2 separate regions of the Cricetulus griseus genome follow, and region 2 is linked to region 1. A link is a contact called in public Hi-C data. All regions are on one chromosome and are shown on one strand. Each heading gives the region's core, a stretch centred on a gene start, on an enhancer-like site or on the middle of the called end of the contact. The rest is flanking DNA. Distances are from core to core; before and after follow the strand shown. Region 1 has its middle 580 kb from the start of Btbd3. Region 2 overlaps Slx4ip (protein SLX4IP).

What was found. A called contact is a pair of places that touch in the nucleus more often than the background predicts.
Region 2: a contact with region 1 is called in a Hi-C map of the CHO-K1 cell line, with 4 times the contacts expected there. The contact joins two enhancer-like sites. A contact is called at or near these places in 2 of 8 Hi-C or Micro-C datasets (the CHK-Q cell line and the CHO-K1 cell line).

The regions. Positions count from the first base shown.
Region 1 is chr6:40,971,526-40,978,285 of CriGri-PICRH-1.0, reverse strand. No RefSeq gene overlaps it. Among named protein-coding and RNA genes, the nearest start is that of Btbd3, 580 kb to the right of the region's middle. Within about 2 kb of position 5,170, at least 1 of the 6 cell types and tissues checked has open chromatin away from gene starts, as enhancers often do. A contact at or near this core is called in the CHO-K1 cell line, where this site is marked.
Region 2 is chr6:41,733,901-41,740,660 of CriGri-PICRH-1.0, reverse strand. The region is part of intron 2 of Slx4ip (protein SLX4IP); the gene reads left to right. Among named protein-coding and RNA genes, the nearest start is that of Slx4ip, 44 kb to the left of the region's middle. Within about 2 kb of position 3,925, at least 2 of the 6 cell types and tissues checked have open chromatin away from gene starts, as enhancers often do. A contact at or near this core is called in the CHO-K1 cell line, where this site is marked.

The sequences.
Region 1 (6,760 bases), core at 3,921-6,420:
GAAGCATACACATCACAAAAATCAGTGAATTTTACTACTCTGGGGTTTTTATTTGGAAACCAATTGATCATTGTGCAGAACCACACCTTTGGTGACTGCATAAGTGCCACTAAGAGCCACTGTTTTTGATCCTCTTTATAGCTGTTTTTGTGATATTAGGATGTTACCCATCTCTGTGCATACCCCTGCACGGAAAGCCTTTCTTCTCCAATGTTATACCAATGACTCAAGCAAACCTAAAAAGAAACTCATCAGATTTAACTACAGAATGTGGTCATTGTAGTTCTTAGCTACCTCATGATCTGGCAAGAAGTAGGGTGAGAACACTACAGCAAGAATGAGGCAGCCTTGGAAACCTGGTGCAAATATTTTCTGAGGAGCCTTTGACCTGACGTCTTGGCTGACTGTGGTGTGAGGAAGGGAATACTGACTTGGGAAACTAGGTTTCCAAGTGAAGCTCAGTTGTTCATTTATTACCTCTGTGACCTGGTTCATGTCACTTTCATTCATTTTAGAAAATGAGATGATCATTTGAACCACATGTATGATCTTATTCAGTTTAAAAATACTGTGGCATTTAGTCCACAGAGGAACAAAACAGAAAAGGTAAAAAAATCTGTTGAAAGTTACCCATTTCTCCTCCTCCATTATTGTTGGTGAAAAAGACAGTTTCAATGGAGATGTGACCTGAGTGATGCCCCACTATTTATTGATTTTGAGGCAGAGGCTCCTGTAGCCCAGGCTGGCCTTGAACTCAAGATGTAGCCAAGGATAACCTTAAGCTCCTTATATCCTGCCTTTACCTCTCAAATGCTGGGATTGCAGGTGTGGGCTGCCAATCCCACTGTATTCTGCTTTATTTAGAATGGTGCAGGAATGTTTGTCCATATGGAGAGTATGTGACCCACAGCTTTGTCTCTTTGGCTTTTGCTATAAGTCAGACTGAAAAGAAAATGGTGGAAAGTCTCCAAGCAAGGTGAAAACTGCACAAGCTATGCTTCTGCAGGTGGCCTGTGAGAAGCTTCTCTGTGTATTCTCACAGACTGTGTGTCTCTAGAAATGCATCCCAGCAGGGGGTATGAGTGGCGGAGATGAGAGAGTAATGGGCCTCAGGTTTTGTTGGGTAAACAGTTTCTCTGGGACTAGTCAGCACTAGCTGTCCCAAGCAGGTCACAGGCCTCCCCCAGAGCTCCTCCTCCTTGCTCTGAGACCAACAACTACTCTCTCTCTCTCTCAGCTTCCACTTGGCTGAGCAGGGACTGGGCACTGCTGCCTCTGAGCAGAGCAGGGCCACTCCTCAGCCTGAGTCAGACCCGAGTGGATGGTATGAGAGCTTGCCAACCACAGAGCTCTCACTGAATGTACACTTGAGTTGACGCAAGCCCACAAAACAGGACAGTCAGACTTTGTGGCCAACATCGCCTCACCTCCTCAGTTCCCAACACTCTGGGTCAATCCACCCTCTCTGTGAACACTCCATCGTATGGGAAATCCTACGAGGACCAAAAGAGAGAAAGAGAGAAAAAAATAAGGCAAGAGAGAAAGAGAGAAAAAAATAAGGCAGTTTTGTGGTAGAAAGAGTTGTATGTTTAGGAGGGAGTTGCACATGTGTCCTCCTAGGAAAATTACTTTAAACTTTAGGAACAAGGTCTAAAGTCCTTGGCTTTCACCTTTTGTAATTTTGTGTCTCTGCTTCATTGTAAGTCCCCAAAGCCTCATTGACCTACATATTTTACTCCGGCAGTCACTAAAGGGATTCATTAGGATTTATGACTTGATATATATTTTCCCATTGGGGCCTTGCTGTTTCCAAAGGTGGCCTTAGCCTATCTATCCATGTAGCTGGGGCAGTATTAGTGCTGCCACTTGGATCTGGAAACGAAGCCTGATCTGGGATAAAGTTACTTGACCAAACAATGTGCTTCAGCGGTCAAGAAAACTGTGTGTCTCCATTCTCATTTCCTTTATTTAACTTAAGTTTCATAGTGGAACACATACACACACACACACACACACACACACACACACACACACACACACACACACACACCACTTCTATGTACTTAAAACGTGACTTTTTCCAACATATTGCAGTTCTACACAAAAATTATCCAGTCTCCAAGGCATAATTGTTTCCTAAGTAATTCTTAAACTTGGTTTCATAGTTCTTATTAATTCACCAAATCAGAGTGGAGAGTTAATATTTAGCATCTAATCTCAGAAATATTAGTGGTCCTTTACAATTTAAGAGTTAATGTAGTCTAGTTCTAGATAAATATTCAGTAGAAATACAAACATAATCCCACAGAAAAACTTGCCCATAAATGTACACAGCAGTGTTTTTTTTTGTGGCAGGTAAAAATATCTGCCAATTGATAGCTGAAGAAGTAAATTGCATTTTACATATCAATCTCAGTATAAAATAAGATTGTTTCTAAATTAAATGAATAAAATTTAAAAAGTAAATGGTAATTCATACATGCATGAAAAGCTCTTTAACTATAGACAGTAATGCAGATGTAATTCTAGTAAATGAAGCGGCAATACTACAGCATGGATCAATCTTGAAAACTTGTGACAAAGCCAGTCTCCATAATTACAGTTGGAGAGGTGGTTCAGTAGTTAAGAACACTTATTATTCTTCCAGAGGAAAAGAGTTTAATTCCTAGAACCCACATGGTAGCTCACAACTATCTCTAACTCCAGTCACAAGGCATCAAATGCCCTCTTCTGACCCATCAGACACCAATATACTGAGGTACACATACATCCATGCAGGCAAAATACTCATGCACATAAAATAAAAATTTAAATAAATCCGAGGAATAAACTTCAACGTCTCCATAATCCAGAGCAGCCAAAGCAACAGAGACAGATGCAGATTAATGGCTTTCCTGGGAAGTGGGCAGAGAGGTGGGAGAGAAGAGATACAGAGATTGTTTTTGCATATAGTGGTGCCTACATCACTGTGAATCTGAAAATTCACCAAAAGGTACACTTTGAATGGATTCATTGAATAGTATTTTACTTTATCCTCACTAATTCAGCACTGTTCAGAAATTAACTTCTCAATGAAGCCTCTCCTGAATTCTCTAGCATAACCAACTAATATACTGAATGATATACTTAATTATTATATTCACATTTCATTGTATGTGTGAACTGACAAAATATAAGCCCTATGAGATCATGAATATTTTCACTGATATCTGTGGCATGGACTATAATGCTTGTCATGTAGCAGGTTCTCAATATCAGTTACATGAATGAATGGGTATAGTCAGATTAAGGAACACATTCTGTTGCTTGTTAGTTAATTAATCAATCATCCTACCTCATATTTTAGACATTCCGAGGTTAGATAACCAAAAAGAAAAAATAATTAGGAAAATTGTCTATGGGGAGTGCAGAGTCAGTTGTTTAAGAATAAATAGGCTGCTAAGAAGAAATACAGACTATGTTTTTAATCTGGAGTTTGTCTAAAGAGCTAGTTTAGAATACTTATTTGATAGGTTTTATTGAGTTTTTCCGTACACTTTATGGATATTATGGATATCCATCTATTTATCTATTTCTATAGCTAGTCCAATAAACATCAAATAATCACCTTTTGTCTTGTATGCTGGGCACCTGATGATAATGACACAGCATTAGAGATCATACTGCCATAGACAAACCAAGAACAGATTAAAAAATAGCTCAGAGGCCACAGACAGTGACAACATAAAAAGAAACAACCAAAGAGAAGGCCAAAGAATTAAAGGGTTGCATGGATAGATAGATAAGGTCGGAGTTGGTGACGGATAACACTAGGATCTCCAAATGCAGTGTGTAAGACAATGACTCTATGGTAGACTGTTGTATTCTCTGGGGGTGTGGTGTAAGAGACACATATATGGGATAGGCAAAGTGACTCAAGAGAGCATAAAACTCTTTTAGGGTTTATTTTTAGGGAGCCTATCAAAGCAACTACTGTGGATAAAACTCTCCTTAACTTCCTAGGGGTTGCTGTTGGGAAATGGCCCAGGCTTAACACACCAAGAAGAATAAGAGGACCTGAGCAAGTTGATTTGTTGCCAGCATTCATCTAAGAGAAAATTATGTATGTAAGAGTCTTAATTTGGCCACTAAATGAAGTGTGTGTGTAACTGTGTACACACACTTGCATGGAAATTGTGACCTGGTTTTAACTCTGGTGTACAAGCAGGGTTGTTGTAAGGCAGAAATGACTTCATCAGGAAATCAGGAAATCCTCAGTCAAACTTCCAAATACACAAATAGATGCCTTTTATTCTGCTGTGAATCAAAATGATGCCATGTCCTGTAATTAAGGATGTTAGTGGCCAGGTTGAGTGAGAGCCAACCATGTTTTGCCTTTGTTTCTAAGACAGTCATTTTCTAGTTCAGCATCTTAAGGCCAATAGGCACCTTATTTGGCAAAGATTAAGTTCTATTTCCTAATATGTTTTAGGGTAATAGAATTTTCACCAGTTCTTTATTTCAGTTGGAGATGTACTGATTATTTGAGCCTCACACATAAATATTTATGTTTTTGTGGCAGTTTGCTATGTAGTCTGAGATAAAAGAACGCCTAAAAAGCAAAAAGTAGAAAAAAAAAAACAAAAACAAAAACAAAAAAAACTTAGCATTGATTTGAACTGTTACTGTACAGGGAATGAAAAAACATATTAAACAAAACAAAACAAAAACCTGGGCTGTTAATGCAAATATATGGGAGAGTGGGTCAATAGATAACATTGGCTTATTATTTCTTTCTTACAGGAAATCATATGGAGCCATTAGGCTTTCTAAATATTAACTTTTCAAACTGACTGAGTAACTGGCTTCTGGGGTGCTACACAATGGCAGGGTGATATGGTCTGTTAGCTGGCCTACAGATGATGGGAGAGGAGCTGAAGGCAAAATTTCAAGTAGGACTACAAACACCTCTGAAATCAACCACCCCTCCTTTGGAGGGTCCTATCTGAGTGTAGTCTCTTCCTATGGGTGTCAGAAGGAAGCTCTCTGCCCAACTCCTCCGGATGCAGGGGAAAATAAAATCACCCAAATACTGAGATAATGCCTGAACTTGCTGAGCCTTTGGTCCTACTCCTGGTCCACCCCCATCAAGCTCTATCTTTGTTTTAGGCACTGACTCATGCTCCACCCCCACCCCTCAGTCAGCTGTGACTCATAGTAGAAGCCAGCTGAACCCAGGGCCCAGGGTCAGTACAGTGATGGTGTCTGTCTTTCTTTCTTTCTTTCTTTCTTTCTTTCTTTCTTTCTTTCTTTCTTTCTTTCTTTCTTTCTCTCTCTCTCTCTCTCTCTCTCTCTCTCTCTATCTCTCTCTCTCTCTCTCTCTCTCTCCCTCCCTCCCTCCCTCCCTCCCTCCTTCCTTCCTTCCTTCTTTCCTTCCTTCCTTCCTTCCACTTGTCAGAAAAGTTAGGTCAAATGGTCTTGTCTTCAGCATCTTCCTCAAGATCCTCTCATCCCTTTGTGTCTTTAATTTGGGGGAGTTTTTATTCTGAGTGGAGCATAGCATTTGGGTGGGTGTTTTCTTTTAACTGTTACTGTGGTTCAAATTTCTACTTTGGGGAGGGAATCTATCTTTACTTGACTGCAAATGTAATCCCCAATGATGATTTATTTATTTATTTACTTACTTACTATTTCTTGTGTCCTTAACCTTTGTAATGTGATTTTATAGCTACCCCAGTTAAGACTTGGATTCTCTCCACTTCTGAAGTCTGGGTTTGCCTTCCTTTGACCCACATGTTTTTCAGAAAAGATTGTATGTCTGTTAGAACGAAGTCAAGGCCAAGGACAGCCTAGCCCAGCCAGACTGCAGCTGATTTACCCTTAAACTACAGAGAGATGAGTCAGCAGAACAAGCCAAACTGTCTCCAAAACAAGAGAATTAATCTCTTGATCTCTAGCTTTATAAGAAAAAAACAAAAGCAGGTTGTAGTTTATCTGCTAAGATTTCTCATAGCTTGCCATTGTGGCAGTAGACAGAAGATGTATCTACTTGGCCCTTTAACTCACATAGGTGGATTGGTAAGATCCAGTGATTCTTGCTACAGTGCTTCAAAAGGTCTCATTTCCTAATAGCATCCTGTTGAGTTTGTTTTCACAGTGGTGTGCTCAAAGACTTCAAAATGGGAAATATTTACAATTTTGATATGTGCCATACAAATTCATTAATATAAAATTTATGTTATACATGGAATCAAATCTAGAGGAAAGTCCAGATTCAATATGCTAATTTGCTAAGGCTTCTTTGAAAAGTGCTATAGGCAAACTCGACTTAAATTAGAGAAATGTCTGTTCTTGTGATTCTGGGAATCAAAAGTCTGAGTTCAAATGTCAGAATCCTGGATTCTTGTGAGGCTTCTCTTCTTCCTTAGAGATGGCTTTCTTCCTCTATGTCTCCACAAGAGCTTTCTTCTGTGTGTGTTTGTACTCACCTTTTTGTTTCTTTTTCATTTTTGGTATGTGGTGTATATGTTTGCACATGTGTATGGCATGTGTGTGTGTGTGTATAAGCATACTCATAGAGGCTGGGTGTCAACCTTAAGTGTCTTCCTCTTTTGCTCCACCTTATTACAGGGCCTTAAGCTTGCTGTTTTAGCTGGATTGACTGGTCCATGCGCTACTGACACTGGCTCATCTCCACTCCCCAACCCCACTCTTGCCCAATACTGGCACTGCAGACATTGCTGATTTATCTACCTTTTTTACACAGTTTCTGGATAGCTGA
Region 2 (6,760 bases), core at 2,676-5,175, 760 kb before region 1:
TTAAAGGCATCAGAGTGAAACAGAAGCACTAGCGCACTCTGCATAGCCTAGTCATGACCAAGTTGAAGAGAGAGACAGCTCTGATCTGCTTCTGAGTGGGCTGCTATGGCCTGTCAATCTGTTCAGTGTCCTCTTCGTCAGTTAGTGTTCTGAGCTACTTGTGGTGGTGGGTAGCTAGGATTAGAAGTCAGAAGAGTTAGATTTCAGTCCTTGGTATTGATTCCTAATAAGGGACAAGGCAGCAACTTCCATTAGCTTCAGTTATTTCGGTGTAACTAAGCTAACGTACACAGTACAGTGAGGGGAGACAGCCGTATGGTCCCTGCTTTTCATGGCATCTCCTCTGGTCACTCCTTGGATGCTTGCAGATTGTCTTGTTTGGGCTACAATCTCAAGACCTCACTGGCCTGTTCAGTTCTTTCCAGGATACCTTCCTGCTTTCAAATGACTTCTTATCATTTAGATGGCTGGTTTTAGTTTGCTTACATGTAACAATAACTTCCTCAGGGCACATGCAAAGTGTAAGCTGCTGGACTTCCTGAGGGTCCACTAGAAGTGGCACACTGTTGCATCTTCTGTATTGTGTCGCATCCAGGAGACAGTTGAGACCTTGCTTCCTGGTGGAGAATCAGTGTCTGTTTTCAAAGATGAGGGAGGAACTCACATTGTCAGCTGTGTTTTGAGATTGTCATAATTTTCATATTCTTAATGAAATGAGGTGTTGAATTAGAGAGTCTCTGGGCTCTACAAATATATATAGCCTGGCATTTTTATAATACTAAAATTTTTATTTGAAGAATTCTTTTTGTGACATAGCAGAAGGAATTTGGGCTGAGCTGGTGTGTCAGGCCTTATTACTAACCTGTACTTTGGAAAGGCTAAGTTGTTTTGAGTGTTTGTATCCATCTGTTAAACGTTATATTAGGACTGGAGAGATGATGATGTGCTAAGAGCAGGTACTGCTGTTGCAGAGGACCTGAGTTAAGTTCTGAGCGCCTCCAGCTCCAGGCCATCTGATGCCCCCTTCTGAATTCAGGGGCATATATACTCACATGTGAGCTAGTGCTTGTCTACATCTGTCTGTCCTCCCCACAATTAAAAATAAAAAGAAATCTTTAAGTATTAGAGTTAATTAAATGAGCATTAATAATAACTCATAAATAGGGTTAATTACACAGTTTTCTTTTTTTCCTAAAACCCAGATTGAAGTTTCTGGCATTGTTGTTGAATATAAAGATGTTTGGGTATTTAATCATGTTTCACATACACCAGCATATGTTACTTTTGAGATAAGGAACTCAAACGAGACAAACAAGTTACACTGTTAGAAATTATCCCTAAAATGGTGTAACTACATTTTTAAAATAGGCTTAAAATTAAGTGCAGGTTTGAAAATGCATTTTGGTGTGTGATCGTCTGAGTTATGTGGTATTTCAAATAACTATTGGGGAAAAAAAAGCAAAATTTGTATGGGATGGCCAGCATTTGGTTTAGTTACTTGGGCAGTGATAGTGCTTAGCCTGTGGATCAGGCCTGATGACCTAGACTGGGGCCCTGTCCTTCTGGTCTGATGTTACTTGGTTAGAACCACCTGAGTTAGGAAGCTTGGCAAAGAAGCAGGGTTGGAGGAAAAAGAGTGTAGTTTCTGAAGCACTAATGCTCAGTGTGTTCCCTGGAGCAGCTCCATCAATACCTCCTTCTCTAAGTGTGGTTCTTTTGTCATCTGTTGATGTGAGGGTTAAGTAAAATGATGTTTAGCACACTGCTGGGTAACCATCTTAGTTAAATATCAGGCATTGGCTGTAACAGTTATCACTATAATATTAACCATTGTGATTCATATTTTTCTGGCTGGGTATTTCATGAAGTTGCTCATTTTGAAATTCCTTTCACCAAGTCCTGATTAGTTTTGAAGACCCATGTAAGCAATGTTTGCAGGTGTTTCTTAGAAAGGCCCAAAATTCTGAAGGTGCTGTTCTTAAGCTTCAGTGATGTACTTATGCACAAAGCCTTCATGTTTGCTAGAATCGCCAGCGTCATTTTATGAGTCCCCTCAGACAATGCCTGAAGTCTGACTTTGTTTTGAAGAGTCCTTTCCAGACCCCTGCTTCTTCAGTTCAAGCACAGTTGCTCTTCTCCATGTAGTGTTTTCTCTTTTCTTTTGTGGTTAAATAGGATCATGGTTAACCCCAAAAGGAAGGCCAGCTGGGTCCTAGATCTAGGCCCAGCTGCTGTGCCTGAGCCAGCCTGGGCTTTTCCACCTTTGCTGGCTGGTTTCTTTGCTTCTTCTTTAAGCCCAGTTCTCAAGGTAAGAAGCGGTTTAGCCCGTGTTTGGGACCTGCTGATTCAGAGGCAGCCGGTGCTTTTTGAGATGACACTTGCTGCTGAGCCCTTGCCCTGACTTGCTTTGGCTTCTTGTTAGCACCTGCCTTGAGGCATCACCACCTTTGCCTTTGCTTTCCTCCAGGAAGTTGTGGGTTTAGGTATGTCCACTGTGGGAAAGCTTATCTTTCCTGCTATGCTCCATGGGAGTCCTCCCCTCACCCTCATGCCTTTCACTGTCTTTGGACAAGAGTGGAGTGGCTCCTGGGAAGCTAACTGTTCACATGGAGGATAGGATACAGAGGCAGAGCCCTCCCACCAGGAGTTGCTGCATCTTCCATGGAAGTGCTGCCTTCTTTGAAGGCCTTGAGCGGGATTCTTGTCGTCCCTCAGCTTGAGTGGCTTAGCTGCTGCTGGTGGAGTATCCAGGGGTCCTGCACAGGCTAACTCCTCTGAAGAGGGGCAATGTGAGCATATTGGATAGTCTCCTCCCTCTTGCTTTTTCAGGGATGAGATGAGAGTCTCTGCAGAGCTGGTCAAGAAATTCAAAAGTTACCCAGAGAACTTAATGTCTAAGAGACAATAAAAAGTGCATTGGCCTTTGGTAATGGTTAGTTGAGGCTCTTCTGAAGGAAGTAGCAAATCCTCACAAATTTAAATGGAACCGGGAAAGGGTATTTTATTTATGACTTGGGAGTGTGAGTGACTCAGAGGGAATTGACAAAGTAATGTTGAGCTTTGTGAAGGTCTGGGAGCAGCCATTCCCATGCTGCTCCACTGTGGGCCTGTCTTGGAGAAGGATTATGGTCCCTGCATTTCCATGTCACTCTCTCTCTGCTGGTCTCTATCTACTCCTCAGTGCACTTTGGAGGACACAGTGACCCATTCCCCAAGCAACATATCCTGCAAGAGTGCTGTGCTTCTGCCAAGTGTCTGGAAGCTAGTTGAACAGGTATGGAGATTTGCTGCCTCAACTGTGGTTCCAGGGCAGTGTCTCTTAGTACACTGTCTGTTGCCCACTCTCAGGCATGGCAGGTGTCCAAAAACAAGGCCGGATTCCTCCAGAAGTTACACAGTACTAACTCTTGGTTAGAGGCCTGTAAAATTTGCTGGGTTTTTGTTGTTTTGTTTATTTCTTGGCAATCCCATGCACTTACACTCTTACAGATCATAATAATGAGTGTTTGTGGAGGGGCTTCAGTGACATTTAAGAGATAGCTGCAATAAAGCTGATCTTTGAACATTTCTCTGGGTTCCTGGGCTAAGGACAATCATGGTTGCTTTCTATGCAGTTTACAACTGGTTTTATTATTGGTGTGAAAGTTGAGGCATGTTTGTGTTGTTCACAACCCTCACTGTATTCTGGTGATTAAACATACTGTTGCAGAAAAGTAGTAAAGAACATACCATGTCATTCTGGTAAAATTTCTGGGTGTCTACTCCACAGGGGACATTATGTGTCAGGAGGGGATACCCAGTCTTCAGTAGCGTGAATCTGTTCTGAAATCTTTAATTTTGAAGCCCTGAATGCATCTCAGGGAGTCATTAGTCATCTATGAGTCTGCATATTTGTTTCTGACTCAGCACTCCATGTATACTTCCTCCAACACATGAAGCAACTGACTCTGTGCTGTCGCTTTAGTGTTTTTAATCATCACTGATGAGTGCTGTTTGCCACCAGCTGCTCAGCAGCATAGCCAGCAGTTGATGAAATGCTTGCTGTTTGCAAGGGTGGCCCAAGGAATCAGTTGCTGCTGTATCAGCTCCGATGCTCCTTGCATTGCTTTCACTTCCCACAATGACTGAGTCTCCATCTGCCATGACATGGCATTCCTGAGCCACTGCCCCCCCTTGGGTTGGTGACTAGAATGTTTATTTTTAGGGAAAGTTAAAATTATCCATAGAAGGGTGTGTTCTGCAAAATTTACATTAATCAGCCTTGCACAGCAGGGATCATGGGAAGGGTATGTATGTGTAGATTTTAAAGAAAACCTTTTATGGGAAATTTCACAAAAGGGGAGGAATCTGATGAACATTAATGTATCCATCATCCATTTTCAACATTGTGGGGGATTTTAAATTGAGGGTTATTCAGTCTGAATGCCGATAAAAAAAAAAAAAAAAAAAAAAAAACTACCACAGAACATTAACACTCATGTGTTTAATCTGAATTTTTTTTCACATCTCTGTACCAGTAGCAGTTTTTCTCTATGACCAAAAATGTCTTATCTCCTTCCTTCACTTCCTTCAGTCTTCAGTTTAAATCCTAAGGAATATTACTAAAAATGTAAGGGCTACGGTTAGATCTCAGCACTTGCCTAACATGCCAGAGTCCTGGATTCCATCTCTAGGATTGCAGAAAACAGACAAAACCTATATGCATGTGCACACTGCGTGCGTGCGTGCGTGCGTGCGTGTGTGTGTGTGTGTGTGTGTGTGTGTGTACAGAGATAGTGGAAGAAAGAAACATAGCCACAGAAGCCAGCACAGGGATAGACACAGGTAGACTGACAGGGCCAGATCTAGCTCCTGAGGTCTTGCTCCTGTAACTTACTTGCTCCAGTGAGGTCCTGCCTCCTAAATTGTCCTGTGCCTTGTAAAGTCACACCAGTAGTTGAGAATCAATCCTTTAATCCATATGTCTATAGGATAATGGTTCTCAACCTATGAGTTGTGACCCCTTTGACAAACCCCATCTCTGAAAATATTTGCATTATGATTCATAACAGCAACAAAACTACAGTTATTAAGTAGCAATGAGAAAAATTCTATGGTTGAGGGTCACCACAACATGAGGAACTGTATTAAAGGGTCACAGCGTTGGGAAAGTTGAGAACCACTGCTATAAGTGGTATTTCCTATTCGAACCAAAACAGTGTACTTCGTAATTAGTACTTTCTAAGCAAACCTTCACAGTAAACAAATTAAAAATATCATCTAGAAATGAACTAGTTTTAAGATTATTTAGGTTCCTCTTCATCTTCGTTGGCATCTTATTTCGGCAGTTTAAAATTCGAGTTCTAGTGTCTTAAATTTCTTTTCACATTTGGTTTGTTTGTTTGTTTGTTTGTTTGTTTGTTTGTTTTGAGGCAGAGTCTGAGACAGGCCTTGAACTTCTGATCCTCCTGACTTCACCTCCCAAGTGCTGGGATTACAGGTGTATAGTGTTTTCTTGTTACAAACTTTCATTTAAAAGCCTTTGTGAAAGCAAAAGAAGGCAGCCCACTCTAACCAACCACTTACTAAACTGGATGCTTTCATGTCACCTGACTTCACTCTCACAACACTGGAACTACAGCATATTGTTGACCAGTCTCCACAGGAGTCACCTGCTCTTGTCAGTACAGACTAATTTTCTGATGCAAAGCCATGCACTTATGGAGATTTACACTACTATCTGAAATCTTGTTCAAAGGTACTGACTTATAATCATCCTCACCTAGTAATAAGACAACTACTTCTGTTATGGTGTTTTATAATTTAAAACCATGTGCTAACCACACTGCCTTTACCAACCATCCTAAAGTACATTATTTTAGGAAGTAGGAGGGCAGGTGTAATTCAAAAAGGGAACCTGGATCCCCTGACTCCTCTTTTCATTGCCCAATGCTCTTTAGAAAAGCACTTTAGGGAAAGAGATACACTGGGGACTGAGGTGGTCAAAGGTCAGTTCTGGGCCCCCAGCCTTCTTTGTAGAATCTGGCATTCCTGTTTCTTTATTGTATTCTCTTGGGGGCTGGGCACATGCCTTCTGCATGCTTGTTTCTCTTTTTGTGTTGTGCTTTTGATGGAAGCAGGATGAAAGCTGGGCTGTGAACCTTAATCTTGGTTTTGTGTGGTTCTTTCACACATCCTGTTTGTCTCAGTGTAGTGTAAATGAATGTTTATATTCTTTCCCCCAGTATTTGATGCTGACTTGATTTTCCTTAAAGCTCTCTGAGGGCTGAACATTTGGCTTATCTTTTCTAAAGCTGCAGAGGATGGCCTCTGCAGGGAAAGTTCAGTTGAGTTGAGATAGTTATCCACCATTATGTCGGGATCCTACACTCACAAGGTTGTGGTGGAACTCCAGTTCAGAGTGTGCTTCTTGTTGGGGATGGCAGGGCCAGCCTAGACTGGACACCCTTTCTGCTCCCATAGTTAATTCTGCTTCCCAAATAGCCATTTTCCACAGTTCATAGAAGAAAGAAAAATGATTAGCAAGATAGGTGCATAGATTGGGAATGATGGAAGTAGTTTTAAATTAGATTATGGAGAGTGCCATACAACTGTATACATTTACTAAAACCTGTGAAATAGAAAATTTGTGATATACAAATGTATGCTAATAAAGCTGTTATTATTTGTTTATTATTGTAGTACAGAATTTTAAACCAAGAGTCTTTCCAGCAGCTAATGTCTGCCATCCTAGGACCAAGCAGGCTTAAGCAGGATGTCT